Linked DNA regions of Mus musculus: all the other regions are linked to region 1. Evidence: chromatin contacts called from public HiChIP or PLAC-seq data. All regions are on one chromosome and are shown on one strand. Each heading gives the region's core, a stretch centred on a gene start, on an enhancer-like site or on the middle of the called end of the contact. The rest is flanking DNA. Distances are from core to core; before and after follow the strand shown.

What was found. HiChIP or PLAC-seq counts read pairs in DNA pulled down with a chosen protein or histone mark.
Region 2: an H3K4me3 HiChIP or PLAC-seq map of bone marrow-derived macrophages shows a contact between it and region 1, with 9 times the contacts expected there. The contact joins the enhancer-like site here to the promoter of Endod1 in region 1. A contact is called at or near these places in 6 of 39 promoter capture datasets (HPC-7-derived erythroid cells, cranial neural crest, hematopoietic stem and progenitor cells and 3 more), 5 of 115 datasets of contacts at active chromatin or transcription factors (bone marrow-derived macrophages, embryonic basal ganglia, embryonic stem cells and 2 more) and 2 of 9 other capture datasets (adipose tissue and liver).
Region 3: an H3K4me3 HiChIP or PLAC-seq map of bone marrow-derived macrophages shows a contact between it and region 1, with 6 times the contacts expected there. The contact joins the enhancer-like site here to the promoter of Endod1 in region 1. A contact is called at or near these places in 21 of 39 promoter capture datasets (the 3T3-L1 cell line, the C10 cell line, the HPC-7 cell line and 12 more), 1 of 15 datasets of contacts at CTCF or cohesin (large pre-B cells), 1 of 484 Hi-C or Micro-C datasets (bone marrow-derived macrophages), 26 of 115 datasets of contacts at active chromatin or transcription factors (the 230-238 cell line, the SCID.adh cell line, VIP interneurons and 16 more) and 4 of 9 other capture datasets (adipose tissue, bone marrow-derived macrophages, embryonic stem cells and 1 more).

What each region holds. Positions count from the first base shown.
Region 1 is chr9:14,379,397-14,383,592 of GRCm38.p6, forward strand. It overlaps Endod1 (endonuclease domain containing 1), which reads right to left and starts at 1,846. Exons shown (of 2, transcript NM_028013.3): 1 at 1,275-1,846. The coding sequence starts at 1,574.
Region 2 is chr9:13,802,082-13,806,277 of GRCm38.p6, forward strand. Mtmr2 (myotubularin related protein 2) reads left to right here. Exons shown (of 15, transcript NM_023858.4): 13 at 1,344-1,457; 14 at 2,725-2,901; 15 at 3,294-4,196. The coding sequence ends at 3,455. Among named protein-coding and RNA genes, the nearest start is that of Cep57, 23 kb to the right of the region's middle. Within about 2 kb of position 2,355, at least 2 of the 459 cell types and tissues checked have an H3K27ac peak or open chromatin away from gene starts, as enhancers often do. A contact at or near this core is called in bone marrow-derived macrophages, where this site is marked.
Region 3 is chr9:13,839,404-13,843,599 of GRCm38.p6, forward strand. It overlaps Fam76b (family with sequence similarity 76, member B), which reads left to right. Exons shown (of 10, transcript NM_176836.4): 9 at 237-338. Among named protein-coding and RNA genes, the nearest start is that of Fam76b, 14 kb to the left of the region's middle. Within about 2 kb of position 1,973, at least 5 of the 459 cell types and tissues checked have an H3K27ac peak or open chromatin away from gene starts, as enhancers often do. A contact at or near this core is called in adipose tissue and bone marrow-derived macrophages, where this site is marked.

The DNA.
Region 1 (4,196 bases), core at 596-3,095:
GGTGAAATTATGTGTCTTCTGAGCATCACAGCAGCAGCTAGTATTATGGGTCACTGGAGAACTTGGAGTCCACACCAGTCAACAGGGTCAACTGCTAGTCTCGAGGAAGCAGGATTTGAATGCACACAGGGAGGCAGCAGTTGGTCACTGGGTATATTCAGCATTCGCAGGACTTCACCCTGTTATGTTTGTCCACTCTAGCCACTAATGAACTTAATGAGAATGGACTGGGTTGCTGCTTTCTTCCCAGACCAGGGGTACATAAAGAACTTCTAGGGGTATACTGAGGGAAAGTAAGTTTAGATCGGCACATATCTTCCCTATATGCACAAGCTAAGAACTCTTTCTACTGGCCTGAGCTCAGAGATCCTTACAGCAGGACGCTGGACACAGGAGGATGTGAGAAGGTAATATTGGTGCAGACTGCCTGAAACCTGCCTGGCCAATGGTAGCTGGAAATATGACCAAGGTACAATCCATACTTTCAGGTGGAGACACCTGAAAGCCAGAAGCTTTGTATTGGTGGCCGGCAGGAACCAAGGGCTCTGGGACACACAGGGCTGGAAGGCTGGGGAGAAGTCAGAGAGGCAGGACAGGGTGTCTTACTGCGGAGACCTGGCAGAGGAGAGCCAGTCAGCAGTTTCTGTATGGCCCATGGAAGGCTTTCTCGGTGTTTGATCCCTGCCGCCAGACAGACCCAACACTGTGAAAGGTCACTTGATTGCAATGGTCTGATAATCTACAGATACGAAGATTCAGGAAAAACTGGTTTGTCCTTTCTGCGTGGGTACTACCCCCACTGAGCTTCCCAAAGTCCTTGCACTGTCAGAAGCTTTCCCCTAGCAGAAAGGGCAGTGATTTTCTAGCCTCAAGACCAGCTCACTCATCTCACCAGCTGGGTGGTCTTCTGCAAGCTCCTTCACCCCTCCTTGTCTGGAGCTGCTTCCTGTAAAGTGGGGTGAACTTGCCCACCGCCCAAATGTTGCTGAGGGGATGTGGGCGGGCCTGGGAAGCTTGTGCTTCCCGCGGATCTGCCCGGTCTTGGCCACCAAGGGCTGTCTCCCAGTTCATGTTCTCTACTACCCAGGAAACCAACCAGACACTGCAGACGTCTGAGCCCAAGAGGAGGGAGGGCCATCTCCTCGGGGAACCTCCCGCCCCTGCGGCTTAAGTGGAGACTCCCACCCAGGCAAGGCAGGCTGCAGTTTGGGGATGGGGAGACGCTGGGGGGTAGATCTGAACTTCAGATCCCGGTTCTCCCGAGTCCTGCTTACCTGCGGCTCCAGCAGCCCGCGCTGCTCGGCACTGCGGGACGCCGGGCGCGCAGCGCGAAACGCGGAGAACACGGGGATGCGGTGGCCAGGACTGTACAGAGTGGCGAAGCGCTCGGAGCCCGCGAAGCGTTGACAGATCCTCACGTGCGCTTCGGTCGCCAGCCCGGCGGGTGGGGTCCCCTTGTAGAAGAAACGGTCGCATTCGCCGAAGCCCGCTTGCTGCGGGAGCAGCAGCCGGGCCTGCAACAGCCCTGCCAGGGCCAGGAGGCCGCCCAGCGCCAGCCAGCGCGCACAGCCCATGGCGGCCTCTGCGCGGCCGGGCGCCGCTAGAGCAGGGAAGTCCGCGGTGAGCCTCTCTGGCGGGGCGGCTCTGGGCCAAGGCCGCGCCCCTTCTCCGCCTCCACCCCGAAGATGGCTGCAGTGCTCAGCCGCGGCTTTCTGCGGCTGCACCCACCCCTGGAGACCGGACACCTGCCGCGGCGCTGCTGTGTGCCAGAGCTCCCCCTCCGCGCTGGACTGGCTTAGCCCAAGGGGCTGTCCCCAGGGCTGGCGCTGAGAAGTCGGACCTTGCGTGCACCAGGTTCCTCCGGGATGGGGAGATGTCCACAGAGGAGACGGTGCCTACCCTTCCGCATCAGACCCCAGTTAAGAAACCCTGTTAAAGCCGGGTTTTTGGTAGAGGCAGGGGGATCCGTAAGACCCTGCTAAATAAATAAATAAATAAATAAATAAATAAATAAATAAATAAATAAATAAATAAATAAATACTGATAAAGGAAGTTCTTAGGCAGACAGCACAGCCCGGCCGTGGTTTACTTGGTATGAGCATTAGATATCAAACCGAAACTCAGAAGGGAACAAGACAGCCAACACCCTGTATTCATCCCACTGCTCACATGCCTCTGCACACCCCCACCTTGAATTAGTAGAGTGATAACCGACAAGAGCAGGATCTCTGTTTGGTGAGCCTAGTATTAATTAAAAAACAAGCAAACAAACAAACAAACAAACAAAACATGCTGTTTACGGAATCACTGAAAACCCAGTGTTAATCCACTGCGTGACTCCTACAGGGTTTTAGGATACAGTGAAGGAAGTTGGCCTGAAAAGATGATATCTGAACTGACACCCTGAGGAAGGCAGCCCCAAGCTGGACTTTCCCAGAGGGGAAAAGAATGTGGGAGGGACTTGAGACAGGCTGGTGGAATAAAGAGCAGAGGAATCTGGCTGGGATGTGAGCAGAGTGATTGACTAGGATTAAGAAGCCCAGCCCCGGTTCCCACTCCCAGTAAATAACTAGCTGTGGTGGTGTGCACAGGGACCAGGAGTTCAAAGGCAGAATGGGCTTCTTGGACCCTGACTCAAACTGAAGTAATTAATTTAGTTTAAAAATAAAACTGAGGTCTGGAGCAACAGTATACATTAGGTTAGGGAACTGAGAAGGGCGACTTAGGCTCGTAATTCCGGGACAGAGGTTAAGACCAGCCTGGACTACAAATCAAGACCGTTTCAACAAACAAACAAACAAACAAAATAAATAAATAAAACATCACTGAAAGCTTGGATCTTTCTACCATAACCAGGTTGGGGAGATGGCTTCATGGTCACAGTGACTGCCACGCAAACTTGGCAGCGGGGGTCCAGATATAAGCAAGAGGATCTGTTTGCGTTTGATGCACAGAACCTGAGTTTAAAAAGAAAAGCAGGGCAAGGTGGCACAGACTTGTGATCTCATGTTGGGGGCACAGAAACAGCTAAGTTCTTGGGGCTTGAAGATCAGCTTGGCTTCCTTGGTGAGCGTCAGGTCAGTGAGAGTCAATGTGGACAGCTCTAACACCCAGGACTCTAGCTGTGTACATATCTCTGCCCCACTGCCTCAGACCCACAGTAGGCTTCAGTTTTATCCAAGCCTCCTGTGGGCTGCTGCCAGATATAAACATCTAATGTTGATAATACTGTCGACTTGACTTCCTTGTGCTCATAGCAAAAGACACTGTTTTTGATTTTGCTTTTGATTGCTCACATGTTTACTTTCCAAGGATAAAATTATAAATATTTTGAATTTTATTTTAAAAAATTAAAAATTTCCTTATCTCAAGATTCCAGAGGAAAAACAATTACAGGGTGGGAAGGCTTAGAGCTAATTCAGATATTTGCTGATCGCTCATTCCAGGGGAAGGCTGTCTTAGAAGCATCAAGAATGTTCAAGAATGCTTCCCAGTCTGTCCCTGCTGTCTGCCTGGTCACCCTGAGGCTCTCCCTTTCCACAGACTCTGCTCACAGGCAGGCAGCCCTCATAGTCCAGAGCTTCTGACTCAGGCCTGAGAAAGAGGCAGTGGCTGATGTCAAAGACAATGACATTAGCATACACTTCTGTGGCTTCAGTTTCTAGCCCAAGTTATTTGCAAAGATGAGCTTCCCTTGTCCCCATACCCAGATATTGCACCCTACCACCACACTGAATGAGCTCTTAGGGCTTGCCCTTATCTGTCAAATGTGGATTTTATTCCATCTTCCCTCCTACTCTATGTTGCAGATGGGAAGACTGTCCCTCTACCTCACTCTCCAATCACTCTTCCTGTGCCTTTGAATAAAGCCAGCCCCATGCTGATCATAGGACCACTGAAGCCACCCCGCTCAGCTCTCCTCTCTGACCACTCCCACCTTGCCCCATGCCCTAAGAGCTATTGAGTTTCTTGCAACCCTACAAACACGACACATTGCACTGGACCTTGAGCCTCTACATCAGGAAGTTCTCTTCCCTTGGCTAGCTTTTCTCTGCAGTCTGCCCCAGCTACCCTCACACCCTCAAGCCCTTCACCTTCCTAATAAGCTCATACTTTACGCCCAACTTGAGGTTAAAATTCCCTTCCACTTGTACCTATTAAGCACAGCATTTCCTCCTCCACCTAAGCCATAATT
Region 2 (4,196 bases), core at 1,105-3,604, 580 kb before region 1:
GATAGAATCCTGGAGATAATAGCTGTTGTTATTATTCGGTACTAAAACTTGTCTTTTAGGGTAATAGTAACAAACATTAATTCATAAACACTTGGATTCTAGTAGCATCTTGGCCCAGGGCGTTGATACAAATGAAAAAGATTCCTCCTTTGAAATAAAGTCCTTTGCTCATTGAGAGTTCTGAATTTCTTTGCTAAGAAAGATAAGAAACAAACTACATCAAATTCCAGCCAAAAATAAACATTATTTTGAGCCATTTTATGTTTTAAAGGAAGAAGTGTTGGGGTAGAACATGTAAAGCAGGGATGACTTGGCCCCTGTCAATCATGGAGCTATTAAAAACCCTATAACAGCCTTGTAGGCAGCAGGTTTGTTTGAGATAGTTGTATAAATGACTCAAGTCTAGAAAGGTTCATGATAGGACACACAATTGCAGGGTTTGAGAATGTCTTAGCAGGAGTAGAGTTTTTGTCACTGGAGAGATATGTATGCCAGTAAGACAAATAAGAGAAGATACGGCCCAGCTGTCTGGATTGGTAGACTTTAACCCCTAACTAGGTCACCTGAGAGTTGGAACTGGTTAGGGTGCTGTTTGGGTAGGATGGGGACATGATTTTTAGAAATGTTGAAAGCTCATCAGTATGTTAATTACCTATGTCAAGAAGGAGTAGCAATAAACTACATGTCCCCATAGATTTTAGTGAGGTTGACAGACTTTTTCTAAAATACCAAGGCAGTATTTCCCAGGTCATTGTGGAATGTTTTACAAGCTTATGTACAAATAAGTTTCTGAATGATTTTGTGATATTAATAGGATTGGGTTCAATTAAACCTTTTACTACCTTCTGGGCTGTCTTTAATTCCTTTGATAGCCCTCCAAAAATGGCTTGTATAAAATTAAGATACCCACTGAGGGTGAATTCTGAGTTGGACTAATGCTTCCAGTTGTGAATTAGAAGAACCTGTTCTTCCACAAGACAAGTAGGTTGACTTACAAGTTATCTGCATAGCTGCACAGCTGTATAGCTGATACTTCTGTGTATATACCTATGATATTTTCTGGGCACATTTGTTACTTTTAATTCTTAGACATATTGAAAACTAAAAGAAAAGAATATCAGAACTGTTCCATGTCAGAAATCAGTGACTGGCAACTATAAGGTCAAAGCAGAGCAAACACAAAACCATTCAGTACTTGCTGCATGGGAAAGACTCTACCTTGGAAAGGAAAACAAATAATGCTCTGATGGCTTAGGTAGTTTAAAATCTAAGTACTATTATGAAAGATCTACTCATGACAGATGCATGAAAAATGTCTCAAGTTTGTGGTGCTCAATTTGCAGTTCCCTACCGCATTTGAATTCAATGAGTATTTTCTCATTACCATCCTGGACCACTTGTACAGCTGTTTATTTGGAACATTCCTTTGTAACAGCGAACAGCAGAGGGGGAAAGAGGTAAAGTATGATCTCTACTCTCACTTGGCATGCATTTGGTTATATAGTATCTCACCAGACAGATTAGGATTCCTTCAACCCATAAACTGGGGATAAGGGCTCACACTTACAATCCCAGATATCCCAGAGGCTAAGGTTAAAGGACCACAAGTCTGAAGCCAGCCCTTTAAACACATACCCTTTCAAAATAAATGTGAAGGTGCTGGAGCAATAGAGGGTCAGTGCTGGAGTGCTTGCCTAGCTCTTCAAAGTGCTGGGTTCGATCCTGCTACAGCAAAACAAAAGAACCACTCTCTGTAGAGGTATCACTTTTAGTGTATTGGTAGAGAGCCCTCATGCACATCAACTTTCATTCTGAAAGCTTTGTCAGAAAGTAGGTTATTATGGGACAGGACTTAACACTGAAAAGCCCTGCTACCAGGTTCAGGTATTAGACTCACTAACACCTAAGTTCATTTCTGTTTCAGAAAAACAGGGTGATGGTGTTTACTATTGTGAAAATTAAGTTCTTCCTAGACTGTACCTTGCAGGTGTTATACTTTATACTGGATATATTTCCATGCATGGTAGGCTTTCAGTATATTGTGAGTTATTAGATAGTCACAAATACCACAGCAGTATTCTAATTACTGCCAGTCTTTTGAGAAACTACTCTTAAGTCTTAAATCCTAACATTTAAATACAAAATTCTCTTTTAAAGTGATAATCTAATGGTATAACCACAGGATTGTGGGCCATCACCATTTAATTTAGAGCAGTTTTCATCACACACCTGCTAATCCATGTTCTCCCAGGTTTGGGCAGATACTGACTAGGTTTCTCTATGGATGGCTACTTGTGAACACTTCATATAAATGGGATCATTCACCATGTGACCTTTGTGTCTGCCCCCTTTCATTACTATATTTGCAACGTTTATGTCATACCACACACTTCCTCTTCATGGTCAAATAACCTTCCATTGTGTATATCCCATCAGTTGGTGGTCTTTTGGGTTGTTCTTTATTTTGGCTGTTCTGAATAGTATTGATTTAATCATATGGAGCAGTTTTATTTTTTGTCTATGGACAAGTGTGTGATACACGTGTTTGAGAAGACTAGAAGAGGGTGCCTTGGAGCCAGTGTTTTTGGATCTACTCATGTGAATGAACACTGATCCTATCTACAGCATCCTAATTTTAATGATCACACAACCCTACACAAGTTTCACCTGAGGTTCAAGCAGCTGATATGATAGGAGATCTTTACCAATTTTTCCCTCTTGCAGAATCTTCCTAAGAAGACAGTGTCACTGTGGTCCTATATAAACAGCCAGCTGGAAGACTTTACTAATCCTCTTTATGGAAGCTACTCCAATCATGTCCTTTACCCAGTAGCCAGCATGCGCCACCTAGAGCTCTGGGTGGGATATTATATAAGGTGGAACCCCCGGATGAAACCTCAGGTACATATCTGTAATATACAGTATGACCCCACTAGTTTTGTCACAACCAAAACTTCCCACTCTGTCCTTTAGTTACGAAACTTTCCCAACTGTACACATTTCTGTGTGGTCTTTAGGTATACAGAAGAAAATAATTCTATAAAAATCTAAAAACTGCAGGTCCATAGTCCTGAAGTTTTAAGTAAATGATATTTATAAAGTAGCATCTTCCAGGAACATCTGAAGCAACTGAATGATCAGAGGTGACAACAAAACATGAATTTAATTCCACTAAGGAGCTAAAGGTGGGGCTGTCCAACTGCTTAAACAGCTAATGCCACAAAGCTCAATGAATGGTTAAGACCTCAAGTTTGTCTGGATTCCTGTTGCAGTGATTTTGTTTGCTCTTGCAGGAACCTATCCACAGCAGATACAAAGAACTTCTTGCCAAAAGAGCAGAGCTTCAAAGAAAAGTAGAGGAACTTCAGAGAGAAATTTCCAACCGCTCAACCTCCTCTTCAGAGAGAGCCAGCTCTCCTGCACAGTGTGTGACTCCTGTCCAAACTGTTGTATGAAAGGACTAGGCCCAGGGCCTCATTGCCAGGAACCTGACATTCCAGCACCTTATGGGTAGAAAACCTTCCGTGTTTAAAACCCATCTACTGGAGAATCCTTCGGATGCTGTATTTATTTCAAATCTCTCTTAGATGAGTTTAGAAACATAGCAGTGCAAGTGACAATGAAGATGATCTCATTCATAATTAAAGTATGACACTAATCTTAAGTCACCCAAAGAATACTAAAGTACTGCAGTCCTGTATTCACACTGGGAGCAAGTTTTTCATTTAAAAATGTCTTAAAACCCTGAGCACCTGGTCAGATCTCCAGGAGGGGAGAAAAGCAAGGCCACCTGCTGTTGCACCTGAGAGCACACGCATTGAGGCTTGTGTCAGATCCAAATATTCCTTTCTCAGTTTCCCCAAGTTTTGTGATATTTAATATAGTAAAAAGCATTGTCTTGAGATTATTATGGCATAGTAGGTTTTTTTTTTTTTTTTTTTTTTGCTGCTGACATTGTAATTAGCATATTCTCAACAGCAATTAGGAAACAATGCCTTATATATGTGCTTTGGGGGGTTGAAGGGACAAAGTAGTAGCTGTCATCTACTCCATTTGTGTATTGATCACAAACATCACAGAAGACATCTTAAAACCTTACTGTTACTCTACTTTATCTAAATGCTATTTGGCAAGTTTTAAGACAGTATTTTAAAAACTTAGAAGTCTGACTTTATGTGCTGTGTAAATCTCACATG
Region 3 (4,196 bases), core at 723-3,222, 540 kb before region 1:
CATTCTAGTTATGAAGGTGTGACCAGTTAAGCCCAAAGCAAGTCTCAAAGATCAACCTTGACATTAAAAGCTTAGTGGCAGTGGGTGGGTCAGACAATTGGTCTACAGAAGATGCAGTTGCTACCAACTACCTCTACTTTCATAACAAGTAATGCCTGTTGGAAAGAATATTTAATGTGTCAGTATGTGGACAGATAAGTGTGTACATGAATGCTTTTCTTTTTTTTTAATTTCAGTTAACTGAACTGAAGGCAGACTTTCAATACCAAGAGTCAAATTTGAGGACTAAGATGAACAGTATGGAAAAAGCGCACAAAGAAACTGTGGAACAACTCCAGGTAAATGGGGTTATTTATGTGCGGTGCTAGTCGCAGATTTAAATCTATATTGTAGTGTTTCTTGACTTGAGTAGGTGGCTATTTTTTCCAGTTTTAATTTTGACTTTATAAAGTTTAGATCTTGATCCCATTAAAAGCTTTTGTTGGAAATCACTTGAAAGCTGATTCAGTGCTGACCATGAAAACATGCACACACTAAGTGGGGCTTGCAGAAAATACTGAAGACTCTTCATTTGACTACCGTCCTTTATGACGCTAAGGTGACTCTATACGCTTTAATCGTTCTTCCCATCTCTTTCTGGGTACCCAGACGGGAGGGAGAGAAGGCCAACCTTGTTAGGGGGTTGGGAGGCAGAAACACACGGATCTCTGTGAATTCGAGGCCAGCCTGGTCTACAGAGTGAGTTCCAGGACAGCCAGGGCTACACAGAGAAGCCTTATGTCAAAACCTCCCCTGCACAACTGCCCCCAAAAGCCAGGTCTCCAGACCATGGTTGAAGGGCTTTCATGCTGTGTATGTGTTCTCCAGACCAAGACAGTACTTGATTGTATTGAAAGTGTATCAGGTATTGAGTATATTTAATAAATACTAGTGTATTTAATGTAGATAAATAGGTCTTAAATATACGGAACAACTGAACAGTGGGAGCTGAGAGTCACTAACAAAGAGGGTAGATAGTGAACATCAACATAGAAAGGGGCTACTCCCTCATTACAACTTGGTTTGGTTTGGTTTGGTTTGGTTTTGGTTTTCTGAGACAGGGTTTCTCTGTGTAGCCCTGGCTGTCGTGGAACTCACTTTGTAGACCAGGCTGGACTCGAACTCAGAAATCTGCCTGCCTCTGCCTCCCGAGTGCTGGGATTAAAGGCGTGCACCACCACGCCCGGCCCTACAACTTGTTTTTAACTATTCTATAAATTGAGGCATAAAACCATAACACATTGATTCGTGTTCTGTAGTTTGTACATTGTGACATTTATAGAGTTAATCTCTTAAACATAGAGATGATGTCATATTCAGAGTTCAGGCTTGAGGGGAGAGTGCAGCTTTGAAGGGAGTGCATGAATTTTCCTTCATTTGTATGTTTTGTTTTCTGAATGTTTCCCCTATTAAAGCAAGGTATATTTTCTGTTGCTTGTGTGGTTTGGTGTGTGTCGTAATTGAATAGACTTTACATGCTTCTTGGGATCCACATGTATATTCCTTGCTTCCCATTTTTACTAGTGACAGGAATTTGTAAAGGAACCATTGTAGAACCAGGGCATAGTGTATCCAAGTAATTGCTGCATGTGTGGAGATTTGTGGCAATGCATTTGCCCTCCCTCCTTGAAGATTGCCCATCTTGAGCTGGGCCTCTTGTGCATTACTTACTATTTTTACCCATCAGCAATTACTTTGTTTTATTATATTCTTAAGTTATGTTGAATGATCCCCTGAGATATAATCAACCTTATGTAACAGAAGCGCTGAAATAAAAACTCTAAGTTACAGAGTAACTATAATAATGGTAAGCACTTCCTAGGTCTGACTTAACCTGGTATGTTCTTCCAATGCGCCAGAGAACAGTTCCTTTTGTTAAAGTGAATTGCAAGAGAACCATTTTATTTTAGCCTGGTTGGTGTCTTCAGCCCACTTCCTCTTAACTGAGTTTTTCTATGCTACCATAGCAGCTACTCATACAGAAGGGAAGGTACAGTTAATTGTTTTGTATGTCATGTTCATATTTGCTTCTTATAATAGCTGAGTGATGAGTTGCCCCAAATTACAGGTGAAACCAGTCACATAAGTAGTAGGCGAGACATAGACACTACATTGTGTGCCTCAGGCTTACTTGTTCATTCTGAGGAATGTCTTGCATCAGCTCACACCTCAGGTTACTTGGGTATCCGAATGTCCTCCTAATCAGCTGCTTCCCTATACACTTTGAGTTCTGCTAGAGACCCGCTACGGCTAAGTGTAGCTACTGACCTTAGTAGCAGTTGCTGTGGTGAGTATACCTAGTTAAATCTCTCCTTATCTCTTTCATTTGTTTGCTTTTTTTTTGAGTTGGAGCTTCACTATGTATCCCAGTTTGGCCTCAAACTCATCATCCTCCTTTAGCCTCCAAGTGCTTGGTTTGTACCCCTTACTCCTTCCTACCTGTTTCCTTAGTCTTTTATGATACAGAGAATTTAATGGTTAACAAAATTATCTTGCTCCAATAGATCTTTTAAATATTTTTAAACTATCAAACCTAAGAATACAAACTGAAATTCATCCCCCCAAATGGTATTAAATCCAAAGTACCAATAATGCCAAGTAAAAATTCTGTTCTTTCGTAAGACAAGCTAAAGGGAAGGGAAATTATGTGTGAGTGTTGTTGTGTGCAGGTCACAGTACCATGTTTTTTTCAACTCCCAGAGTCTCTTGTTAGGGATATGACTTATCTTCCAGTTAAGTCATAGGTAAGTAGAGCCTGGAGATGATAGGCAGGGTCTGTGTAGTTCCTTCCTTTATTTAGGCTGACATTTTTAAATGTTTCTAACTTAAGTATTGCAATAATTGCATTGACTTTTGTAGGGTGCAAAATAAGTATTAGAATAAAATTTCAATGTATACACTTAATCTCTGCAATATACAGCTTATCTGCAATGTAAAGCTTATATTGCAAGGACTCAATAACAACCAATGCACTATTCTTCTTAAAGCCTTTGTCGTATATAATTTATCAACAAAATACTGCTGTCACTGGGAGACTAGCTACATATCTATTCTTCTAGTTCTTGCATTTTATTCTAGGAAAGAAACATATAAGTTCATTTTTTTTTTCCTTGATTGAAAGCAGAGTTTTAATTATTTGGTAAGCCAGGGTAAATGGTTGCTCCTAACTGCCTGCCTCTGCAGCCCTGGCTAGGGCCTTTCTGTGTCCTTCCCTGCTCTGCACTCCACAATTTATTTCTTGCAAGTGAGTCTATTGTAATTAATGTTAAATAATATAGTTACACTGTTACTAGGATTTGTCAGAGTAATAGTTCATGCTTATGAGTAGTGGAGGCTTCCCCTGAGGATTTTAAAATTGTGTTATAGTTTAGTAGTGCTCAAACGTCATACTGTTTCTGTTGGCTCAGAAACTCAGAGCAGCTTTGATGATTTGTAGTTTTCATGAGGAACTTTCATTACCTAACTTCCCAGAAGCTGCATAGAGTAGCAGAGACAGAAGAATGAGAAAAGACTCGATGAAGTTCCCACTTGTAGATCCCCCAGGAACAACAGCTCTACCAGACGACACCCTGCAGGCAATGTTCTTTCTGATGAGCAGGCATTGTAGAACTAGCTGAAATGTCAGAGCATTGCTACAGTGACATTCTGAATCTTTGGCAGGAGGTGGGGTGGGGTGGGGTGGGTGGGCTATGAAATTAGACCAATAGCAATGGAGGAAAATGGCTTAGGTGACACTAAAGTCAGTATCACGTGGAAGGACCACCTGGGCTTGTGAAAATGTGAAGAGTTGCATCTGACCTCCAGGTCTTAGAACCAGAGTTTGATTTCCCAGACCCATGTCCAGAAGAGGTAATGAACTCCCTCAAGTTGTCCTTTGACCTTCACATGCATGTGGTGGCCCACACGTGTGCACACAAGTAGATAAGAAAATGTTTAAGGCCGGGCATTGGTGGCACACGCCTTTAATCCCAGCACTTGGGAGGCAGAGGCAGGAGGGTTTCTGAGTTCGAGGCCAGCCTGGTCTACAGAGTGAGTTCCAGGACAGCCAGGGCTACACAGAGAAACCCTGTCTCGAAAAAAAAAGAAAAAAAGAAAAGAAAGAAAAACAAAAAACACAAAAAAAGAAAGAAAATGTTTAATAAGGGCCTTTGGCAAAG